Linked DNA regions of Sus scrofa: regions 2 and 3 are each linked to region 1. A link is a contact called in public HiChIP or PLAC-seq and promoter capture Hi-C data. All regions are on one chromosome and are shown on one strand. The core of a region is the stretch at or near the end of the contact, and the rest is flanking DNA. Distances in the headings are between cores, read along the strand shown. Region 1 holds the start of PUS10 (putative tRNA pseudouridine synthase Pus10). Region 2 has its middle 53 kb from the start of PAPOLG. Region 3 holds the start of PAPOLG (poly(A) polymerase gamma).

Evidence for each region. Promoter capture Hi-C pulls out the DNA fragments that hold promoters and counts their contacts. HiChIP or PLAC-seq counts read pairs in DNA pulled down with a chosen protein or histone mark.
Region 2: a contact with region 1 is called in an H3K27ac HiChIP or PLAC-seq map of alveolar macrophages. The contact joins the enhancer-like site here to the promoter of PUS10 in region 1. A contact is called at or near these places in 1 of 5 promoter capture datasets (liver), 19 of 47 Hi-C or Micro-C datasets (alveolar macrophages, blood, brain and 13 more) and 2 of 2 datasets of contacts at active chromatin or transcription factors (alveolar macrophages and skeletal muscle).
Region 3: a contact with region 1 is called in a promoter capture Hi-C map of liver, with 5 times the contacts expected there. The contact joins the promoter of PAPOLG here to the promoter of PUS10 in region 1. A contact is called at or near these places in 3 of 5 promoter capture datasets (fetal liver, fetal skeletal muscle and liver) and 2 of 2 datasets of contacts at active chromatin or transcription factors (alveolar macrophages and skeletal muscle).

Annotation. Positions count from the first base shown.
Region 1 is chr3:80,789,543-80,792,511 of Sscrofa11.1, forward strand. PUS10 (putative tRNA pseudouridine synthase Pus10) reads left to right here and starts at 1,702. Exons shown (of 19, transcript XM_021087518.1): 1 at 1,702-1,924. The coding sequence starts at 1,737. It overlaps PEX13 (peroxisome biogenesis factor 13), which reads right to left and starts at 1,565. Exons shown (of 4, transcript XM_003481205.4): 1 at 1,395-1,565. The coding sequence starts at 1,486.
Region 2 is chr3:80,970,919-80,974,005 of Sscrofa11.1, forward strand. No RefSeq gene overlaps it. Among named protein-coding and RNA genes, the nearest start is that of PAPOLG, 53 kb to the right of the region's middle. Within about 2 kb of position 1,468, at least 20 of the 83 cell types and tissues checked have an H3K27ac peak or open chromatin away from gene starts, as enhancers often do. A contact at or near this core is called in alveolar macrophages, liver, retroperitoneal adipose tissue and 1 more, where this site is marked.
Region 3 is chr3:81,023,906-81,026,917 of Sscrofa11.1, forward strand. It overlaps PAPOLG (poly(A) polymerase gamma), which reads right to left and starts at 1,464. Exons shown (of 22, transcript XM_003125108.5): 1 at 1,137-1,464. The coding sequence starts at 1,153.

The DNA.
Region 1 (2,969 bases), core at 452-2,951:
TTCTAGGGCTGCACTCGCGGTATGTGGAGGTTCCCAGGCTAGGGGTCTAATCGGAGCTATAGCCAAAGGCCTACGCCAGAGCCACAGCAACGTGGGATCCCAGCCGCGTCTGCAACCTACACCACAGCTCACTGCAACGCCGAACCTAGTCGGATTCGTTAATCACTGAGCCACGACGGGAACTCGGAGATTACAAGTTTTTTGTTCGTTTTGCTTTTTAGGGCAGCACCTGCGGCAAATGCTAGTTCCCAGGCCAGGGGTGGAATCAGAGCTGCAGCTGCTCGCCATAGCCACCGCCACAGCAACACAGAATCCAAGAGGCATCTGCGACCTACTGCTCACTGCAACGCAGGATCCTTAACCCACTGATCGGGGCCAGGGATCGAACTAGCATCCTCGCGGATACTAGTCGGGCTCCTAAGCGCTGAGCGAAAAGATTACGAGATTTTAAAACATAGCAGAAATACATTCCAGTGCGTTGGGAATTTGGGGTGGGTGGGGGTGTGAAGGAGAAAATAATAGTTTTATTGCTTTGTCACAGCTAACCCATGTCCTCAAAAAGCTGTGTCCCCCTGTTGGGGATTTTTATTTAGGTAAACCTACCACAGTAGGGATTTGACATTCGAGTTTTTCTTCCTTGAATTAAGATGTCCAGATCTACTCAACACAAAACACACAAGGCTGTGAAATTTCCTCTTTTATTCTATTTTAACTTTTTTTGAGCTGTAAATCTATTTAACATTGATTACAACAAAACAATATCTCACAGGCTTAGAAAAATCACACTCTATCTAGCACACAAAGGCCACTCATAGGCCTCAGTTCTCAACTCCTGCTTTAAAGTTGCTTTTCCAAAACTTCATTGCTTTACGTAAGCTGGAAAAGAATGCACTGTGTATAGGCTTGAGCTCCAGTTGCGTTAAATGTGACCTGCTGACTTTTCACCAACTTGAGAAATGGTTAAAGGCTTGAGACTTTGTTCCCTATCAAACCGGGGCTGGGCAAATGCCTCTCTGAGCAGCTACGAACCGAAAGTCTAACTCTTTAAGGGGAAGAAGGGTAGGGGTGGCGGAGGTAGAAGAGTCAAACAGTTCCGTCAGAGTGTCCCGCAAACAGAAGAAACAGCCGCACCGTTTCTTCCAAGCCCCGGGACCCAGAAGCCCCCTGGAAAACGTCGCTACCGAAAACCGCCGAGCCAGAAGCAACTATCCGACACTGAAATTCCCGTTGCTGGCGCCCCGGCAGCACCTCGACCCGCTTAAGGCTGGGGGGCGGGGTGGGGACTGGATGAGAGGGGGAGGGGACACCTCACCCCTAATAACGGCCTCAACCGCCCCTTACCAAGTGCCCGCTCCGGCCCACAAAACTCGTGGCCAGAAGAATCAAACACTCACTGGAAAGTGGGGCCAGGTCCCGGTCCCGGCCCGGCCCCCGGAATCCGGCGGGTCTCCCAGGGTTTAGGGGGAGGAGGCGGCTGGGACGCCATCTCCACCTCCTCTCGGCTGCCGCTCTGCACTGGGCTCTGAGCCGGGACTCTCCAGGCCCGGGGACACCATCCGTTTGCGCGCAAGGCACAACTTGCAGAGCGCGGAACCCTCCACCCGGCCTGTCTCTGCAGTCAGGTTGTGACTTGTGGAGCTTTGCGGCTGGGACTACAGTCTATTAGGATACCACTAATCCAGGGGAAGAAATGCTCTCTTTTTCTTTGACCTAGAAGGATTTCCATTCTAAACCCGATGAGGGTAGGAGCTTATCGATACTTCTGGCAGCGGCTACAGTATCCTAGACATCGGAGTCCCACGGAAGCTTATTTGGGACAAGTCCGGCTCCAGCCGGGAATAGTGCCCCACGCATTCCTGTCCCCGCGGGGCGGGGGGGGGGGTGCCGGTCTGTGTGGCAGCTCGACTGATTTCCCTGCAAACAGGTAGGGGAGACTCCACTCAGTCCTCGAGTTAGCAGCTGGTACTTTCTTTCTAAAGCTCATGTTTCCTCGGGGAACAGAATTGCTAGACGCAATTGGTGCGTTGTCTTTAGTCCTCCCCGTTCCCACTGGAGGGCTGGAAGGGGTTAAATCTCAGGCTCCGGCGTCGTGGGAGAAGGTGAGGTGGGGAGATTTGAAGTGAGGGGGTGCGGACAGGGTTCTGGAGAGGTGTGGATGGAGGAGATCGTTTCCCACCAGCTGCAGAAGCTTTGGTAGCAGGGCGGTGAGTCGGAAGTTTCTTGGACCTGACTTAAGGGGAGCAAGGCTTGCTTGGTTGGCCACAGGAAAGACTCGAGGTTAGATTTGGGGATGAACTTTCCAGAAATCTAGAGTGGATTCCACTGCTGAGTGTTTATCAGTGGCGCAATGAAGTTAGGAGTGCCTCCTTTGGAAATCCACACTCCACCCCCACCCCACAAGAAGAATGACCCCCTTCTGTATGGAAATAAGTTCGAAAAGATTACAGGATTAGACTCAGCCTGGTTATTTTGCTGCCTCCTTGACTGCAGTAGTTTCTGTAATCGTGTGAGAAAGGAAAATCCATCCTTTCCTCTGGTAAACTAGAGACGGGGCCATTGGTTTGTGGAGAGGGACTCCATCCCCGTAGGGATCTTAACACGTGGGAGAGGTTCTTTTGCAATGAGAAGTTCCAGTTCTTTGTGTAAACATGTAAACGAAAAGCAAACATTTTAAAGGTAACCAACAGCGAAAACCTTACAGTATGGGGTATATTTCTCAGGGCTTGCTTTCAAAGATAATAAATCTAATATGGAACAACTGATTTCTGATGTCTTATAAAAGCCTGTCATTTCAGTGCAGTACATCAAGGTGAAACTGCCTTAAGGCATAAAGTATTTTCTCCTAATAATGTTAACTTTCTTGAAAAGTCGCTAGATTGTTGCTACGCGAAAATGATCTTGAGAGGTTTATAAGTTTCATTATTAACACATATGGAGGAGGGTTTTGTTTTTTTAAAACCTCTTGCAGT
Region 2 (3,087 bases), core at 218-2,717, 180 kb after region 1:
ATCTGAAACCTAGGAAGATCCTCACTCTTTGTGGTCCTGGAGGGTAACTTGGGAATAAACAACACTACCCAGAGGTACCCAAGGAAAATACAGCTAAGCTTCTCTGTGTATGTTGGGAAGGGATGGTGCTTGTAGGTTCAAGGAAAAGAATACTCTGAAAGGACAAGTAAATAATCACAATCTCTAAAGTTTTGTTTTTAGTTTTTTAGGGCCACAGGTCCAGCTAATGGATGTTTCCAGGCTAGGGGTCTAATTGGAGCTACAGCTGACGCCACAGCCACAGCAATGCCAGATCCAAGCCGTGTCTGCGACCTACACCACAGCTCCCAGCAATGCTGGATCCTTAACCCACTGAGCGAGGCCAGGGATAGAATCCACATCTTCCTGGATACTGGTTGGTTCATTTCTGCTGAGCCACAGCGGGAACTCTCACAATCCATTAAGATCTTGCTCTAATCAACACAGTGGCTAACCGGCCCATGAGAGGAAAAGTTTCTTTTATTAGCACCTTTTGTTGAGGAGGAAGTGATGAATGTCTCCCTCGGCCCTGCTGGGTGTCATGTAAGATCAGATCTTGCCTGGAGGAAGCTGTGGAACCACAATACAGCCACCACACTCAGGCTTCCTCGGCCCCTCAGCACCCATTGTTCTCCTTTAAGTCATGCGTGATGTTTCCGCCCCAGAAGGCCTTCCCTTGTGAGCAAATGGAAAGATAGTCAAAAATCTGGAAAGAATGAATGCATCAAAGAGAAAGCAGACACCATGAATCAAACCATGGGGAGATGCACACTGCCCTGACACCAGACAGGAAGAACGGGGCTTGGAGAGAAGCCCTGCAGTTCTCCTTAACCCCTGTTCTCTTCAACCTGGGTTTCTGGGGGGCCATTCACCCCTACTGGCCCCTGAGGCTTATGTGATTAGCTGTGAGAAGGGCCCTTGGGGCGATGTACCCCACCAAAGCCTGGCACTGACTCTGGCCCTGAATTACACACACTGGCAGTGTGATAGGTACACATCTGTAATCTGGGCAGCCTTAGTAGGCTCTTCTTAAGATTTCTGTGCCTCAGTTTCCTCCTCTGTAAAATGGGGGTGATGGTATTGGTCCCTACCTCATAGTGTTGTTATGAGGATGAAACTAGTGAATATATGGGACGTGCCCCAAACAGAGCTTTATAACTCATGGTCTTATGAATGGCCTATACTATTGCTTATGATAACTGATACCCGCCCTCAAGCTGCTCCCACACTAGAAAGGGGACTACTTTCTTACTTTTATTCACCTGAAGGCAAGTACATTTAAATAATTTTTGCCTCTTCTTCTCTGGACTTCAGGCAGGGATATTGCTGCCCCCTTGGGGTTGTCATTTCTTGACTGACCCGTTTTCCCCTCCCCTCTTCTCTCCCACTCAGCAGCCGAGCTCCAGAAGGGGAAGGTGGAGATAACCACTGTCCTTGGGTGGGGGCGGGGTATGCAGCGAAGAGGAAATTTTGATTGAGCCCAATGACTCATGAGTTACTGTACATTTGGCTCAGCAGGGTGAGGTCACAGCACAGACAGGGACCCAAGCTAAGCTCGGCGTGGCCAAGAAATGGAGCTGCTTTCACATGAGGCGTGCTCCAGAGCCATGGTGGTGGTCCTGGGTCATGCACACAACATTCTTTTCCTTTCCAGGTTATTTCGTTAAAAGGGATGTGATGAGCCTAGCTTGTGCAGACACATGTAGGGTCGCTTCTTCTGGTTTGGGGCGTAGCTTTCAAAGGCCCAGCTTATTTGTCCTGCGCCCCATTTCCTAAAGCTCCTTTGACCTTTCTGGAAGGTCACTGGATGATTTATTCTGAACACCACAGGTCGGGCTCCCCAGGAAGCAGGCTCTGCCACAGAGATTTGCCCATACAAAGCTTATAGGGGAATGATCTCAAGGTCAGTTCCTGTTGGGGGAGGAAGGGAAGCAGGATGGACAGAAGAAAAAGGAGAACGTCCATGCTGTCACAACAAAGCCTTCAGCCGATTCCCAAGGAGGTTGGGAGCCGGAATGGCCTTTGACGATTAGAGCCTGGGCAGGCTTTACAGTCCACATTGATCGTGGGATACAGGCTGCTCTGAAAAGGGGCAGAGCAGGTCCTGAGGATGTGGTTGTGAGCTGGGGTAATGAACACCCCGTGCTGAGGGCAGACCTGGGCAACCATGTACCTCAGCCTCCACCGCGCTGAGCGTGGACATTAGACCTTTCTGCCTTTTGCCACTGTTCACATACGCCCCATTTTCTAAGATCTGCAGAGTCCTGTGACTAACGGTACAGGTTTGGGAGTCCGACAGACTCACGTTCCAGTTCTATTTCTGCTGTTCATTTGGTAATATTTATAGAGTACATTTCAGGTGCTGTTCAAGGCACTGAAGGTACAAAAGTGATAACACCCTTCCCTCTGGAGCTTCTGTTCCATGGATGGCAGGAGGACACAGGCCATTATAAAAAGAAAAAAATGATACTAAGTGGACACACACACGTCCACTTAATATCATATATTCTGTATATGTATATACATATATGGAGTTTCCATCGTGGCGCAGTGGTTAACGAATCCGACTAGGAACCATGAGGTTGCGGGTTCGGTCCCTGCCCTTGCTCAGTGGGTTGACGATCCGGCGTTGCCGTGAGCTGTGGTGTAGGTTGCAGACGCGTCTCGGATCCCGCGTTGCTGTGGCTCTGGTGTAGGCTGGTGGCTACAGCTTCGATTCGACCCCTAGCCTGGGAACCTCCATATGCCGCGGGAGCGGCCCAAGAAATAGCAAAAAAAAGACAAAAAAAAATATGTACATAATATATAAATTATAGATTAGATTTCTATATTGCATAAGTGGTATATAGAATAATTAGTGATGTGGAGCAAGGAAGTAGGGCGTACGGGTCAGGGAATGATGGGAATGGCATTTTCTGCGGAGGTCAGGGAGGCCTTCCTGGGCTGAGAAGGTGACATCCGAGCAGACAGCAGACATGGCGTGTGGCCATGCAGAGATCTGGGGAGTGTGGATCCAGGTGGAGGGGACCTGATAAGGGAGTGTTCTGGGAGCACCAGGAGGCCAGCGTG
Region 3 (3,012 bases), core at 214-2,713, 230 kb after region 1:
ATTAAAAACTTAGAAATAAGACAATCACCAACAGGAAAAGGACTAAATTAGGGTGTTATCCCTACAATGGAATACAATACAGTAGTTAATATGAATTAATTAGAGCTGAAAACATTATCATGGACAAATCTCAAAGATACTATGTTTCACTATGGAAACTGCAGAATGACAAGTGTGATACTAGTTATATGAAGCTTAAAAACAAGTAAAACAATGCCAATTTGGAACATACATGTATAGCAATAGCAAAAAAAAAAAAAAATGCAGCAATGAGCATAAAATTCAGAACTGTGGGGAACTCTGGGGGAGGGGGTGAATGGGACCAAAGGAGGAGGGGGTAGGAGAATCCTTCAGATATACTCATTATGCTTGGTTTCTTTTAAATAAAGATGTGTATAAACACACACACACACACACACACACACACACACAGCACGTTATGTTTGGGGAGAGATGGATGGTGGCTACACAAATGCTGCTTATGCTATTCCTTGCATTTTTCTGTATGTTCAAATTATTTCCTAATAAACCAAAATGTCAAAAGCTTAAAATCCTGCCAGGAGGACACCGTTTCTGACTTACCCAAGTATGAGCAGGAGGAAGAGACCCGCAGATGCACGGTGGATAGGTGGGGAGGCCAGGGGAGGGTGAAAACAGCACAACCTTTATTAAAGAGAAACCCATGGGCTGGGGTAGGTCATTCACTCTTGAAGACCTGGAGACCGCAGGTCATGAAGACGGAGGAGGAGGAGGTAGGGGGATGGTATTTGCGCCAATGCAGACTGGAGCAGAAACCGGCTCAGACAGTGCTGGGGGCAGGACTGTGACCGACAATTTCTCCCTACGGACACACGAGCCTCTCTCCCGCCGCAACCTCATTTGGGGGCGTCCTCAGAGGTGGGGCAGCCAGGCGCAGATGGGGGTCTCCTGGAGTCCCCGAGTCTGTGCAAGGGTGCCAGGTGAGCGCCCAGTGTGTAGGGAGGTGCCCTTGTCGACCGGCCGGGTGCAGGGAAGGAGACCACCCTGCAGTGCTCCGGCCAGAACGCGGGGGCAGGAAACGAAAGCGGGATCCCGGGCCGACCATCCCTGCCCACTCCGTTCTGCCTCTCCCCCAACCGCCGCCCCCCAACACTTACGCAGACATCTCTTTCATCGCTTCCTGCGTCCCCCTCACCGGCGAGTGCCTTTCGCTCTGGAGTCCTGTTCTTGCTCTTCCCTTCTCCTCCTGTCCACTTTCCTCCGCTCGTTTGCAGCTCGCTTCCTCGCTCTCTTACTCTCTCACTTACTACGGCCGAGGCATCCAACCGAGTAGTGAAAACACCACAAAACCGGCTCTATTTATGACAATACAGCGCGGCCGACGCCAATATGGCGCCGCTTCCCAGCCTGCCTCTCGCCCGCCGTGGCCCCGCCCCTTGAGACCTGGACCCGCCCCCTCCCCACCCCGCCCCCTCCCCCTGGGTCCCGGAGGCTCCGGGTGCCCCGCCCATAGGAGGGGAACCGGCTCGGGCTGCAAACATAGGTCTCAAGGAGTGTTTGGTTCCTTCCTTTGTTCAGTGGGACTGTCAATCCAGGCTAACTGCTAGGAAGGTAATTTGGGACGTGTTTTCCTGTTTCTCTTATGAGAGCCTATATCATATATTTTAAAAAAGATCACAACCTTGCATAGAAAATACTATTTTAACTCTTTCATTATGCCACACCTTTAATTTAATAGGTCATAGTCATAGTCTAATCAATTCAGCCCTTGAGGAGATTATGTCCTGAGAAGGTCACACCCAGGAACGTGTGACTTTGCAATAACCCCAGAGAAGAGCAAGCTTGTCAATTGGAGGCTAACTGTTCCCTTCACCTCTAAGTACCTCCCCCTGATTAATGACGTTCTAGTAAAGTGGAAGAGGTTGATAGGAATGCTCGCAGTTTGTGATAGGATAAATAGAACACAATGAAAATCTCACACTTTTGAATATTGGAAATCGTGTTTCATGTGAGGATGAAAATGGTAAAGTGATGACAAATTTTAAAATGTCAAAGGGTAGAAATAATTTAAAACAGTAAGTCATTATAAGGAAAAGAATGTGAAGAAGCTTTTTCTTGGAATGTGACTCAGAGTCATAGTAGATAGAGAGTACATATAGAATCATTCATTCAAAAATATTTATTGAAAACCTAATTTGTGTCAAGCACTGTGGTAGGCTTCAGTGATTTAGTTGTGCACAAAACCAGAGGTATTCTCTTTTTTGGTAGGCCTGAGGCATGCAGAAGTTCCCATGCTAGGGATGAACCCATGCCATAGCTGTAACCAGAGCCACAGGGGTGACAATGCCAGATCCTTAACCTGCTGAGTCAAAAGGTAACTCCCAGATGTATTGTTTAGTGAGGAGACAATTGAATATAAGTGATATTCTTCTGTTGTAGAAACAAATCACCTACTATGTGTCAGGCACTAGAGATACTTAATTCCTGCTCTCAAAAGTTCAGTCTAGTGAAGGAGAATAAGCACATAGAGAGATCACTAAAATACAGTACAGTCTGTGATGGGATGCGGTTAGGAGATTTTGGGAGGCCCAAAGAGGGCCAATTAAACCTGGGGACAGGGGATGCTCAATAGTGGCTTTCTGGAATAGGGCATGTGCTTAAATTAGCAAGATTTGGGAATAGGGATTGGGTACAGGTGGTAGGGAGATGGCAAAACCTATCCCAGGCAGGATATAGTAATTGCTATCAAGGGCTTCAATGCCAGGGAGACCCAAATTCGAATTCTAGTTTTGGTACTTTCTAGTTTTGTGACCTTAGGGAAATTAACCTTAAAAAGCCCTTTCCTGTCTTTAAAATGAAGTTAATAGGATTGTAAAAGAATTAGAAGGGTATGTAGAGCCAAAATGAAAATTCAGACAGGCAAGAAATATCACTTTATTTTCTAAAACTTAATTTTTGACCTCAAGCTCCTCATTCTGAGCTGGCAGACACAGACCGTCTTGGTCATCCAGGGTCTCTCCCTTCCCACTTCTT